Regions from separate parts of the Macaca mulatta genome. Here region 1 is linked to region 2. A link is a contact called in public Hi-C data. All regions are on one chromosome and are shown on one strand. Each heading gives the region's core, a stretch centred on a gene start, on an enhancer-like site or on the middle of the called end of the contact. The rest is flanking DNA. Distances are from core to core; before and after follow the strand shown. Region 1 holds the start of LOC144335915. Region 2 holds the start of SDK2 (sidekick cell adhesion molecule 2).

Region 1 (3,393 bases), core at 722-3,221, 300 kb before region 2:
TGTGTGTATATGTGATTCTGTGTCTCTGTGTGTGTATATGTGATTGTGTGTGTGTATATGTGATTGTGTGTGTGTATATGTGATTGTGTGTGTCTGTGTGTATATGTGATTCTGTGTGTGTGTGTCTGTGTGAATGTCTGTGTGAATGAGTGCGTGTGCCTGTGTGAGTTTGTCTTTGTGTCATGTAAATGTGAGTGTGTATATGTGATTGTCTCTGTGTGTGTATATATGTGATTGTGTGTGTGTCTGTGTGTGTATATGTGATTCTGTGTATGTGTGATTCTGTGTGTCTCTGTGTGTGTATATGTGATTCTGTGTGTGTCTCTGTGTGTGTATATGTGATTGTGTGTGTCTGTGTGTGTATATGTGATTCTGTGTATGTGTGATTCTGTGTGTCTCTGTGTGTGTATGTGTATGTGTCTCTGTGTGTGTATGTGTATGTGTCTCTGTGTGTGTATATGTGATTCTGTGTGTCTCTGTGTATATGTGATTCTGTTTGTGTGTCTCTGTGTGTATATGTGATTCTGTGTGTGTGTCTCTGTTTGTATACGTGATTGTGTGTATATGTGATTCTGTGTGTTTGTGTGTCTCTGTGTGTGTGTATATGTGATTCTGTGTGTCTCTGTATACGTGATTGTGTGTATATGTGATTCTGTGTGTCTGTGTGTGTTTATGTGATTGTGTGTGCCTCTGTGTGTGTATATGTGATTCTGTGTCTCTGTGTGTGTATATGTGATTGTGTGTGTGTATATGTGATTGTGTGTGTGTATATGTGATTGTGTGTGTCTGTGTGTATATGTGATTCTGTGTGTGTGTGTCTGTGTGAATGTCTGTGTGAATGAGTGCGTGTGCCTGTGTGAGTTTGTCTTTGTGTCATGTAAATGTGAGTGTGTATATGTGATTGTCTCTGTGTGTGTATATATGTGATTGTGTGTGTGTCTGTGTGTGTATATGTGATTCTGTGTATGTGTGATTCTGTGTGTCTCTGTGTGTGTATATGTGATTCTGTGTGTGTCTCTGTGTGTGTATATGTGATTGTGTGTGTCTGTGTGTGTATATGTGATTCTGTGTATGTGTGATTCTGTGTGTCTCTGTGTGTGTATGTGTATGTGTCTCTGTGTGTGTATGTGTATGTGTCTCTGTGTGTGTATATGTGATTCTGTGTGTCTCTGTGTGTGTATGTGTATGTGTCTCTGTGTGTGTATATGTGATTCTGTGTGTCTCTGTGTATATGTGATTCTGTTTGTGTGTCTCTGTGTGTATATGTGATTCTGTGTGTGTGTCTCTGTTTGTATACGTGATTGTGTGTATATGTGATTCTGTGTGTTTGTGTGTGTGTCTGTGTGGGTATGTTTATGTGATTCTGTGTGTGTGTCTCTGTGTTTGTGACTGTGTGTGTTAGGGTGTGTGAATGTGAGTGTGTAGGCATGGGCGTGTGGGAATATGTGGGAATGTGTGTGTGAGGCTGTAAATGTGTGAGAATGTGTGAGGGGTGTGTGTGTGAATGTGTGTAATAGAGTGTATATGAATGTGTCTTCGTGTGACTGTGTATAAATGTGTGAGCGCGTGAGGGTGTGTGTGTGAGTACGTGTGAGTGTGGGGGTGTCTGTATTTGTGCGTGTGTGAGGGCGTGTGTGTGTAAATGTGTGCGTGAGTGTAGGGTGTGTGCATGGAGGGGGACTTCCTTGGGGAAATGCAGGCTGAGATTTGCCTGAGCCAGGACCGTCGGGCCGGGGGAGGCCGATGGACGGGAGGGTGTGAACGCCCGTGGTGGGTGACAGGAGCCTGGGTGGAGAGGGCAGCGGCAGCAGGAACCGGAATGGTGGGGAGTTGTGGAGGTCGCGGGGCGGGGAAGCGCTGACCGCGCTGCTGCTGCGGGAGAGGAGCCCCAGCGGGACGCGGGAGCCTGCCGGAGGGAGCCAGCAGGGGGCGCGGCAGCGGCGTCCGGCGTCCGGGGGCTTTGGGGGACTAGAGGGGAGGGAGGGCCGTGTCCCCGCTGCCCGCCCTGGGCGGTCCCGCGCACCCGCTAGTGTCTGAACCGGGGGCTGCATCCACGCGGGCAGAGCAAGGAGGCTGGAGGCTGGAGGCTGGAGGTCAGAGGGCGAGGAGCGCCCCGTCAGGCACATCCCCGAGGGGACGTCCTCAGGGGCCAGGGCGAGTGGGACCCTCCCAAGCGGCGGAGGGAGCGGCCTCCTGATGTAGGTGTCTTTGGGAACACGCGAGGGCGATGGCCTCGTCTTTGTCCCCGCGCAAGGGCCATAGAGCGGGCCGGACGCAGGAGCCTCCCGGCCTGGCCACGTCTTGCGGCGGTTTTGCGTTGGCGCTTGCAGATGATTCCCCCCTCCACCCCGCCCGATTCGTCCAGCGCTGTCTCCTGAAGAGCCGCTCCCGTAAGCCGCGGGGGATTTCCCGCTCGCTGCCGCCCCTCTGCCCGGCGTTTTCGCAGCAGCCCCTTCTGGGCCCCTCCAGCGCGTCTCTGGCTGATCCGGTGTCGTAATCCTGGGTTCTGGCATCGGAGCCGTTGCTATGGGGATCTCACCCACCGATTCAGCATTTTGTCGGTGGGTTCGGTGGGGGATGAATGTGAGGAACGGGGAGATGAATGGAGTGGGGGAGCAGCTCACTGCTGGAGGGCTGGGCGTAATTCTCTGATCCTCTCCTGGGGGAGAGGTTTGGAAGCTGGCGCGGAGGAAGTAGGAAAGGGGATGTGTGAGTTTCCTGGGACTGCTTTTAAAAACTACCACAAACTGGTGGCTTAAAACAACAGAAATGTATTTCTCCACAATTCGGGAGGCCAGAGTCGAAATTCAAGTTGTCAGCAGAGTTGCGTTCTAAGGATCCCTTCCAAGGCTCTCTCCCAGCTTGGAGGCTGCACAGTCCTTGGGGCTCCCAGACTCGCATCCCTCCAGTCCCTGCCTCTGTCCTTTTGTGGCTTTCTCCTCCATGTCTCTGTGTCTGTTCCTTTTCTGTCTGGTATAAGAACACCCTTCTGTGGATTTAGGGGCTACCCTGAGTTAATGATGATCTTGTCTCAAGATTTCTTTTTTTTTTTTTTTCCCTGGAGACAGGGTCTGGCTCTGTTGCCCAGGCTGGAGTGCAGTGGTGTGATCTCAGCTCACTGCAGCCTCTGCCTCCCTGGTTCAAGTGATCCTCCCACTTCAGCCTCCCAAGTAGCTGGGAGCACAGGCACACACCATCACAGCTTGTTGTTGTATTCTTTGTCGAGATGGGGTTTCACCATGTTTCCCAGGCTGGTCTTGGACTTGTAGACTCAAGTAATCCACCCGCCTTGGCCTCCCAACGTGTTGGGATTACACGCCTGAGCCATTGCACCCATCCTTCATCTCAAGATCTTTAATTACCTGTGCAAAAGCCCTTTCCCCAAATAAGGTC
Region 2 (3,804 bases), core at 141-2,640:
ATCTAGGCTGCCTGCCCCCGAAGCCCTCCCATTTACAAATCAGTCAGCCAGAGGGGCTTCAGCTGGGGATGGAGCAGGTTGCCAGGGGGAAATGTTGTTTGAATTAGGTGATTGAAAGGCTGTAGGGAAGGCAAGCTAGTTTCTCAGACATTTTTAATAAATGCTCATGGTTCTTCTTCCAAAGCAGGTGAAAGGAGTATAAGTAACAGTGTATTTGCGGTGGCTATGCCTATTCCACAGCAATCAGAAGAGGTGTCCTTGGGGTGGGAGTGAGCCCGGGAAAGAGTTGGCAATCAGTGAGTGACAGTCCTAGACGTCAATGAGCAGAAAGGCTAGGCAGCGGTGGAGGGCCAGACTAAGCAGGACCACAGAGAGAGAGTACAGAGAAGCACCGTGGCAAAAGGTGGAGTGTCTCACTAGCTATTTCCTGTAAGATCAGACACGCAGGGTCGACCTCTCCGTTAAGCACCGCAGGCCCAGTGCCAGGGACCATAGCCTTTTGGGGGCCCATGAAAATGTTTTCATTTCTTTTAAAATCAGAAAAAATAAGTAAAGCTTTAGGTTGAAGAACATGTTTTAATATACAATATTAATATACTTTTCTTTATGCCAACGCAGTTGCAAAATATTATTTTTAATAATTTTGTTAGCAGGGAAAGGACTCCACCAAGGCGAAGGCACCTTAAATTTTCCTAGCGCCCAGGAAATTTTAACGGAAGCCGGTGAGCCCCAACTGAGCTTCTTGGAGTACGCGCTAGCTCTGGGCCACAGCAGAGGACGCCTCCGGGCTCTCTTGTTTGAATTCCTCCACCAATGTCCCGTTCTTCTACTCTTTACAAGCCGGGCTCCGAAGGGAAAAAGAAGAAACAACGCTCCTTGGCACCAACTTCACTTTCTCAGGCTTCTGCAGGTCCCAGGCCTCCCGACGTCTCCCTCTCCGCCCTGAGCATTTCCAGACCTTGGAGAGCCTGACTTGGGAAGGAGAAACTGGAATCAACCGCCGCCCCCCAACCAATCACTCCATGTCCGGAAGCGGGCTGGGGGCTCCTGGCTATAGGAGACTCTGGGAGTCCTGTGAGGCCTTTGAGAGAGGGGTGCGAGCGAGGCCGGAAGGAAAGGCTGGGCAGAGAGCGGAGGGGCTCGCGCGCATCTCTCCCGGCAAGGCAGGAGGTTGGCACTGCTGCCCCCCGGCGGGTCCCAGAGCCGCTGGGCGCCCGCGGCCGCGCAGTTGGATTATATTTCTGCGGGGCTCGCTCCCGGGCCTGGCTCGGGGCCGCCGCCGCCGCCGCCGCCCCTCCCGGCGCGCAGGCTGCTCTCCAGTCGCGGCCACGGGGTAGCGCTCGGCCCCCCTCTCCGCGTCTCCGCCTCCGCCGCGCTCGTCCCCGGCTCACGCTGCCCCCGCAGCTCCCGCTCGGCGCAGGCAGGAGCGGCTCTCTGGACGCCGAGCCCGGGAAGCGGAGGGCGGCGGGCTCGGCGAGCGGCAGCGGCGGCCGAGGCGCTGGCGCGGCCGCTGCTCCTCCGGCCCGGGAGGTCGGCTATCGCCGGGCGTCCGAGGGGGCGCCGCGTCCCCGGAGCCGGGGCTGCCCGCCGGGCTCTCGGTGCGTCTCCCCGAGAGCTCCGGCCGGGGCGCGGCGGAGGGCAGAGCCGCCGGTCTCCATCCTGGGGCCAGCAGGAGGCTCCGCGCCCGGGAGCCGGCGACAGCCCGCGTCGCGGAGCCCAGCACCCGCCCCCGGCGCCCCGCGGCTGGCGCGGACATGAGCGCTCAGGGCTGCGCGCCCGGCTCCGGGACCCGCAAAGTTTGCTAGCCGGCTGGGCGCTGAGCCGAGGGCGCGCCCGGCCCCGACGCCCCCGGAGGAGACCCGGAGTCTCCGGATTCGGCGCGAGGGCGGTGGAGCCCAGAGGGGGGTGGCTCGGCCCCGCCAGATGCTGCCTGCAAAGTTAGAGAGAAGAAAACTTCAGCTCCAGGGAGATTCGGACCGCTATGCTCACCGCGCCCCCCGAAACCGGCGCCCCTAAAAGAACCCCCGCACCCGCGTCTGCCGCTGCGCTGGGCTCTGGCCGGGTCCTGGGGGCCAGGCGCCTGGAACGGCGGTGACTGTGTCGGCCGGGAGAACCCAACCAGGGGGCGGGGAGGGGGCGGGGGGCGGGCAACGTGGCCACCGGAGGAAGTTTCCTGAAGTTGTCCATTTATTCCTGAGCTCAGCCGGCGATCCGGCCGGATCGCAGAGGCCGCCCTGCTTGGGAGAAGTCGGAGTTGAGGTGCTAAGGCAGAGAGGCGCCCTAGTCCGAGAGGGCGGCTTGGCCTCTTTCTCCCTGCTCGCCCCTCGCCTTCCGGGCGCGCTGCCGGACTCGGACTAGTACAGAAGAGGAGGAAGGGTTGGGGTGGCCAGCGCTGCCCCTCTCGGGCATATTACGCCGGGGGCACAGAGCCGCGTAGACTGACTGTCTCCCGGGACGAAGTCACGGGGTACCGGACCCCACCAGGATTATAAAACAGGGCGGAGGGAAGGGAGACCCCGAGGACCCCCCTCCAGGCTGGTCACCATGTGGGGGTTTTTGATCTGGACGCTGCTGACTCTGCATCAGATCCGCGCGGCCAGAGCCCAAGGTAAGGAGGGACCCCCACGTGGGGACGGGGAGGGGGCTGGGAGAGTGGGCGGGGGAGGGGCGGCGGGAGCTCGCCGGCCTCACGGTGGCCTCCAGGACACCCGGCTTAGCCGTGGTAGCGCCTCTCCAGGGAGTTTCAAGACACCCCATCTCCCGAGTTTTGGGGGCTCTTTTGGGGGTGGGGCAGTCTCTCCGAGACTTGTGGCTTCCGAGTGGGGGAAGGTGGGGAAGACCTGGGGAAGCAGAGAAGAGCCCAAGGTGAGGTGGGAGGGGCGCTCCCCTCCCCCCGTCTGCTGTGGCTGCCCTGCGCCAGCTTGGGAGGGGAGCGACATTCCGTGCCGGGCTCCAGGCTCGGCTACACTGAGCTTCCCAGACCGAGCTCCTGGTGGCCTGCTCGGTGTCTGCGGGGAAGGGCAGGGCCCCTGCCGGGCAGGCGATGGCCTCCCCGGGGCGAGGGAGTGGCGTGGGCGGGCGCTGGGAAGGAGTGCGATCGGGCGCTGGGTGCCGGATTGCTCGCCCCGAAAGAGCAATTGCCCAGCTTGGCCACGTACGGGAGCCCGCCCCGGCTGCCCGGCCGGCCGCTGGGGCTGGGAGTGCTTCGCTGCGCCAGCCTGGAGCCGAGGTCGCGGGTGCAGCCGCGGACTCACCGTGGGGTGGTGCACAGGGAGGGTCTGAGGCCTCCCCTCCCACCCGTCCACCCGCACCCCGCATCCCCGCCCCTGCCTTCAGCCTCCGCTGTTCGCTCGATCGTCTGTGCAGCCACTCGCTGCTGTGACCTGTGGCTGCCGGGAGCAGCCTCGCGGTGGAGAAGGGCTAGTGGCTTTGGGGTTGGGAGTGCTACGAAGGATCCGAGGTGTGATCTGCGCTGCCCGCTTCCTAAGGGTGGATGCCCAGACGTCCCCCTGGTCCTCGGGCAGGTCCCCGCGGTGAAGGGCGGCTGCACCGGCGGTTCCTCGCCTCTGGGGTTCGCCGATCCAGACAGTGGTGTCAGCGGTGTCCGAGCGGCGCCTGCTGGGGGCGGAGGGAGACAAAGCCTGGACTGAGCTCTAGGACTCGCAGGGCTAGGCCTTCACTCTCGCAGGTTCAGGAGGGGGCCAGACCCACCCTAGGGGGCCAGACTGTGGGGCCTGCAACCCACTCCCCACGCCGCCTCTTGGATCTCCAAACCTTCTGGGAAGAAGGGACCCCGTGCGCCCA

Evidence for each region. A called contact is a pair of places that touch in the nucleus more often than the background predicts.
Region 1: a contact with region 2 is called in a Hi-C map of fetal cortex germinal zone, with 4 times the contacts expected there. The contact joins the promoter of LOC144335915 here to the promoter of SDK2 in region 2. A contact is called at or near these places in 4 of 14 Hi-C or Micro-C datasets (cortical neurons, fetal cortex germinal zone, fetal cortical plate and 1 more).

What each region holds. Positions count from the first base shown.
Region 1 is chr16:83,606,813-83,610,205 of T2T-MMU8v2.0, reverse strand. It overlaps LOC144335915, which reads left to right and starts at 1,971. Exons shown (of 4, transcript XR_013407179.1): 1 at 1,971-2,561.
Region 2 is chr16:83,303,893-83,307,696 of T2T-MMU8v2.0, reverse strand. SDK2 (sidekick cell adhesion molecule 2) reads left to right here and starts at 1,390. Exons shown (of 44, transcript XM_015120233.3): 1 at 1,390-2,608. The coding sequence starts at 2,545.